Linked DNA regions of Zea mays: region 1 is linked to region 2. The links are chromatin contacts, called in public Hi-C maps. All regions are on one chromosome and are shown on one strand. The core of a region is the stretch at or near the end of the contact, and the rest is flanking DNA. Distances in the headings are between cores, read along the strand shown. Region 1 holds the start of LOC109943658 (ethylene-responsive transcription factor 5). Region 2 has its middle 30 kb from the start of LOC103637669.

Region 1 (3,559 bases), core at 671-3,170, 99 kb after region 2:
CTGTCCACGTCAAAGTTGGTCGACCTCTACCTCTCTTCACATTCTCGGGACGCCTAATTCTTCCGATATGCACTGGTGCCTCTTCAGGTCTTCGTTGGATATGTCCAAACCATCTCAAACGATGTTGCATAAGCTTCTCCTCAATTGGCGCCACTCCTACTCTCTCTCGTATATCATCATTCCGGACTTGATCTCTCCTTGTGTGGCCACATATCCAGCGCAACATACGCATCTCTGCCACACTTAGTTGTTGGACATGTCATCTTTTAGTGGGCCAACATTCTGCTCCATACAACATAGCTGGCCGGATTGCTGTCCTGTAGAATTTGCCTTTTAGTTTATGTGGCACCCGGGGGTCGCATAAGACACCCGCAGCTTGCCGTCACTTCAACCATCCAGCTTTAATTCTATGACTGACATCCTCATCGATGTCTTCCTCCTTCTGAAGCATTGATCCTAAGTAACGAAAAGTGTCTTTCTTGGGTACCACTTGCCCATCAAGACTAACATCGCCATCCTCATACCCCATGACACTGAAATCACACTTCATATACTCTGTTTTAGACCTACTAAACCTAAAACCTTTTGCTTCCAGCTTTTGCCTCCATAATTCCAACTTTTACGAAACACTACTCCTACTCTCCTCAATAAATACCGCAACAGGTCTCCAAGGTGAACAGCCTCTGGCCAATGAAACAATGTAGGCAAGGGAAGTCGGCAAAACGGATCCGTAACTTCGAAAAAAGTATAAAAAATTGAATATAACAACAAAATTAGATCAAAGAAGTCAAATGGATTACAAAATGAAACGGAGGATTCGAATAGCCGAGTGTAATGTTTACACTGGATCTATTTCAATCATGTTACTATATAAATTATCTTTTATTTATTATATATTATATTTAAAAATTGTCCATTATAGTATTCTCATGCAGTCATGCTACGCCAGGACACGTTTGCTTGCTTGCGACTGAACGAATAAATAAAGAACGAAAGAATATTTGGAGCTATACTCCTCTAGCATATCAAAGAACTCAGAAGACTATCATCAGGTAAGAGTAAGACCACCGTCCCTGTCTTGCTACGACATCAAGTCAGGCAGTCAGCTGACGTAGAGCTGCGGCACGGCCAGGTGCGGGTGCGGCGACAACGGTGAGAGCGGCGGCAGGCTGCAGATCGCCCCCTTCAGCGACTCATCCTCCCAGAAGTAGTCCGCCCCTCCGCTTGCGGGCTCCTGAATCCGCTCCTTCTTCACCTCCCTAACCATGCACCTAGCGTCCTGCTCCTGCGGCGACCTCGCCCTCTTGTTACCGGCCACGGTCGCGCTGGGCTGAGGAGGAGGAGCAGGCGTCGCCCACCATGCAGCGGTGCTTAACGCGACCTCGTTGGGGAAGTTGAGGATGGCCTTGGACCCGCGCAGGCGGAACGCGGCGCGGTCGTAGGCACGAGCGGCCTCCACGGCGGTGTCGTAGGTGCCCAGCCACACCCGCGCGCCCTTCCGCGCCGGGTCCCGAATCTCGGCCGCGTACTTGCCCCACGGCCGCTGCCGCACGCCGCGGTACCGCCGGAAATCGTCCTCCTCGGGTTCCGGGCAGCAGTGCTGCTCCTGCTGAGGAATCTGCAACGGCGCCGCCGCCGCCCTCAGGTGCTGCTGCTGCAGGACGACTGCCGGCCTCGGGGGCAGCGAGACGGAAAGCGCTGGCAGCGGCCTACGCCCCGGCGGCGATGGGGATGGCGATGGCGCCGAGTCATCGGAGCTAACGGCGTCGTGGTTGTCGTCGAGGAGGTGAGCGCGGATGAGGTCGAGATGCTCGCGCAACATGGCCATGACGCGCGGTTGAGTGGAGGAGAGGCCTGCACGGCGTGCGCACTGCCTCGATCTCGCTTGAGAGCTGCGGTGCCGTGTGCCGGTGAGGCCGCACGCATGGCTTATATATGTATACGGATTACGGAGGGGGGGGGGGGGGGGGGGGGGGTGGCCCGTGGGGATAAGATGACATCAAGGTGGTTCCACGAGGCTTCTTGGTGCGACGCACGAAGCTGCAAAGGCTGGACTAGTCGCGGCTTGTGGCTGGTGCCTGGTGGTCGCGTACCGGTAGACCTGGGCGGTCGCCGTCCGACTCCCGAGGCAAATCGAGACCGCTCATTTTGGGTTAGAAAATAATTTATGCATTCATTTATTTTATCTTCAACTGTCGCTCTCTCGACATGCATGTACAATCAATGCAGTACAACTTGGGATGGAAAAAATAAAATTAAACGGCTCTCCACAGAATCTGTATTACCAAAAAAGGTGATGTAGACGTGCATGAGTGACACGTAAAGCGACACGTCCGGAGCCAAGTAGTCCCGAGCCAACTTGCCGCTTGAATCAGAGAACGAGCAAGCGACGCAAGACCTTGTTGCTCGGCACGTGGCAACTAGTGCCAAATTCGACGTGTTTGATACAGGACAGTGAGAACTATTGTTATTTAATAAAATATTTTAATATTTATACCGACCATTTTCTCCAAATTACCGACCATTTTAATGCTTATTAAAATTTTAAAATATTAACAATATTTATATTCGTAAATAGATTAAGTATAAAAAAATTAAATGTTCTATCTAATGATATTAATTGTATATTGTAAATATTGCTATTTTAAATATATTTAATTATAATTTAAAATTTTGACTTGTACAAAACGTGAATAATAATTATTTTAAAATAAATGAAGTATTGAGTCCAATACTGTTTGAGACTTTAAGTACCTAAGTTATTGTCCATTTGCATTCAATGGCATGGCGGAGACACGAATAATTCACAGGTATAACGGAGCTTGTGAAGATCTTTATATGCAAGACCTTACTGGTATATCATATAAATATATATTACATGTAATTAGTGGATATAACAGAATTCAAAAGAACATTACCACTTAAAGTAACTCACTAAATGCAGATTATGTTGATGATTGATCACTCTCAATAGTCGTCACTAATGGAGGACGGAGCTTCTATCTTTAACATTTGTTCTAGTTGTTTTAAAACTGGTATTAATATAAACATCAGTACTGGTTTTAAATATAGCGTCCGTGCACAGGACATTACTATCGGTTGGTGTCTCTGACCAATATTAATATCAAATCTTTAGTAACGGTTGAAGACACTAACCGGTACAAATGTCACAGATATATTCAAGATGTACAAGTTGGTACAAAAACAGTGACGCCTTAAGTGTCAGTTCTAGTACAGAATGAAAAATAGTCTTTATGTACCGTTCTAACTGATACTCATACTATTTTCCATTCTCGCTAGAAGTTTTAGATTCCCACCCAAATTACTTTAATGTCGGTTCTTATAATGAACTGTCAGTACCCTAAATCAGGGGTACCCTCTTCTACAGCATGAAGATGCCGCACCCATACGACGTCTCCTAGCCACGCGGGGGACGGCGCCTGACCCCACCGCATGGGCAGGCCAAAGGGCGCCACGTGGCAAGGAAAGACAACATATTCCAGTAAGTCCGGACCCCCACAGAAGGACACCGGACCCCTATACATATAAGTCCGGAGCC
Region 2 (3,142 bases), core at 410-2,909:
GGCTGGTAACCACCATCAGCACAAACCGCAAAGGCTGATGGGCACGATTCAGATCAAGGCTTCGTCTACTCAAGGGACGCGATCTCGCCTTGCCCGAGCCTAGCCTCGGGCGGGAACAGTAGTCCCAGACGAATTCTCGCCTCGCCCGAGGGCCTCCTCAAGCAACGGGCGCACCCTCGACTCGCCCGAACCCCAGCTCGGGCAGGCTTCGTCGAGAAGCAACCTTGGCCAAATCGCCCCCAACCGACCGTATCGTAGGCGCATTCAATGCGAGGATCGCCTGACACCTTATCCTAACACACGTGCCTCAGTCGGCAGGGTCGAAGTGACCACAGTCACTTCGCCCTTCCACTGATCGACCTGACAGGAAAACAACGCCGCCTGCCCCGCTCCGACTGTTGTGCCACCCGCCAGGGTGAGGCTGACAACAGCCAAGTTAGGCGCAACAGGAAGCTCCGCCTCGCCCGACCTTGGGCCTCGGCCTCGGAAGGTGGTCTCTGCCTCGCCCGACCCCAGGGCTCAGCCTCAACCTCGGCCTCGGAAGGTGGTCTCCGCCTCGCCCGACCCCAGGGCTCGGCCTCAACCTCGACCTCGGAAGGTGGTCTCCGCCTCACCCGACCTCAGGGCTCGGCCTCAACCTCGATCTCGGAGGAATCGCGTCCTCACCCGACCCCGGCCTCGGCCTCAGGAGGAGTCTCCGCCTCGCCCGACCTTGGGCTCCGACCGACCGTGCCACGGGGGATACATCATTACCCTACCCCTAGCTAGCTCAGGCTACGGGGGAACAAGACCGGCGTCCCATCTAGGCTCGCCCCGATAACAAGTAATGATGGCTCCCCGCGTGCGTCCATGACGACGGTGGTTCTCAGCCCCCCTACGGAAGCAAGGAGACGTCAGCAAGATCCCAGCAGCCCCGACAGCTATGCTTCTACAGGGCTCAAGCACTCCTCCGACGGCCACGTTACCGCGTACACAGGGCTCTAGCACCCCTCCGACAGCCACGTTGGCATGTACACAGGGCTCAGGCACCTCTCTGCCGGGCACGTTAGCGCATAGCTACACCCCCATTATACACCTGGACCCTCTCCTTGCATCTATAAAAGGAAGGTACAGGGCCTCCATGCGGGAGGGTCGCGCGGGAGAACGAGCTGACGAACAGGCTCACTCTCTCTCTCTCGCGAACGCTTGTAACCCCTACTACGAGCGCATCCCCTGGCGCAGGATAACACGAGTCGCGTTTTCCCCCCTTGTGTTCCATCTCGCGCCAACCCATCTGGGCTGGGACACGCAGCGACAAATTTACTCGTCGGTCCAAGGACCCCCCGGGGTCGAAACACCGACAATTACATTTTGAGGTATTTATTTAAATAAGTAATAAATAAATAAATAAGTAAAATAAACTTGCATCTCATGCTGGACTTTTGTATGTTGCATTTAACTTATGTTTTAATTTTAAATCAGATTCACATTTGATTTTGAAAATAAAAAGGAAAAACAGAAAAAATAAAAAGAGAAAAGAGAAAAAACAAAAAAATTGACACTTGGGCCGAAATGCGATAGTCGGCGCACTTCCTCTCTTTCTTTCCCCTCACCCGCTTGGCCCAACCAGGCGACACACCGACGGCTAGAGACACCCTGTGTGCCTAGGTCCGTTCTGCGTTCACTTGCACGTGGGCCCTCTTGCCAACCTCACACTGCCGGACAACTCTTACTCCGTTGGGTGGGACTCCTTCGACAGGATAATCATCTCCATGCCGATTTCGTTGTGATCCTCCGCGATCTCCGTAACAAACCAGGCCATCGGCTAAGTGCCAACCAACCTTCCCTCCGGGTATAAGTAGCCAGGCTCCGCAACCCCGTTCAGCATACCAGGTCGCATCGGCAACCCGAGGGAGACACCATCGACCAAGCAGAGAACCGAGGGGAGAGGGAGGTACCCGCCACCGTAGAAGATGGACTACCAGCGTCATTGGGTCCACAGAGACTGGTCAGGACACTTCACCGAATCCCCAGGAAGGAGTACAAAGTATGCATGTGATTGGACGTCGAGTGGGGATCGATGAATTCCTCACCGGAGTATTTAATTTAGGTCCTATTTTTTTATGTTTTAACCCCTGAGCTTCTAAAAATAGTAGCCGAAGTCCATTAGGCTCCGGGAAGGTATAAAATTAAAACAGACAATGATTTTTAGTATAAAAATAATTCTAGAAACTTAGAAAAATCATATCTTCTTCATTTTAACTCGGATTTTAGTGGTTCTTGAACCTACAGACTCGTGTAGACGTGTAGAATATTCTTACAAAGTTTGTTTCCATGTTTGGTGTAATGTTATTTGCCTCTATGTATGTTTTGCTGTGAATAGAAGTGAGGTTACGAGGAATCTAAAGCCGAACTTGGAAAAGTAACTGGAGTTGCACCATAAAGGCATGTCCTTGATCACATTCTTGACATAATAATATTGATGTTCTCACCATGCATGCACTGTTAGGTTAAATTGATGGGACCTAATAGGTTACCTAATCTTGTTTACCCTATGCCTTGCTTATAAATGAATTATTGGATAGAATTGCTATTCTTTGCTTGGTTTTGGGTTAATAAAACTTATGAATCATGATCATGTTCTAATTATGATTTATTATTGCTAGATTATTTATCATGTATGACAAGATTATCTTAGCTTAGTGTATTTTATTAAGTTATTTTTTGTAAAGACGTTTCGTTATTTAATAAAGCTTGTGACATTGGTTTCTATACACTAAGTCGTCATATGTCTAAAACTTGATTTCTCCTTAAATGAGATACATATCCGTGTGTGATAGGTCATTGGAGCTATTACAGCGAAAAATTACGTTTGTCGTGCAAAGATCCTTCATGGAAAAGCCAAACGAATCAAACTCAATAGAGCAAAGTTTTACATGAGTAAATTTGTGAACAGATAAAAGGTTACGAATTAGTTTTGGAATGTGAAGGACCTTGTTCAAAACAAAAAGTAACTAGAGGGTGTATGAAGGTTGGTATGGCCAGAGAAGGAAACCGACATAGACACAATGTTCTCGACTGTGACATGATGAGGGATAGAAAGAGGACGAGTAGAGGGAAAGATACCGCCATCGTCATCGGAGGACATGTGGTGGACGCATCA

The links. A called contact is a pair of places that touch in the nucleus more often than the background predicts.
Region 1: a Hi-C map of tassel shows a contact between it and region 2, with 4 times the contacts expected there. The contact joins the promoter of LOC109943658 here to the enhancer-like site in region 2. A contact is called at or near these places in 4 of 25 Hi-C or Micro-C datasets (ear, leaf and tassel).

The regions. Positions count from the first base shown.
Region 1 is chr1:94,908,086-94,911,644 of Zm-B73-REFERENCE-NAM-5.0, forward strand. LOC109943658 (ethylene-responsive transcription factor 5) reads right to left here and starts at 1,921. Exons shown (of 1, transcript XM_020547159.2): 1 at 851-1,921. The coding sequence starts at 1,828. The coding sequence ends at 1,103.
Region 2 is chr1:94,809,217-94,812,358 of Zm-B73-REFERENCE-NAM-5.0, forward strand. No RefSeq gene overlaps it. Among protein-coding and RNA genes, the nearest start is that of LOC103637669, 30 kb to the left of the region's middle. Within about 2 kb of position 1,660, at least 16 of the 20 cell types and tissues checked have an H3K27ac peak or open chromatin away from gene starts, as enhancers often do. A contact at or near this core is called in ear, leaf and tassel, where this site is marked.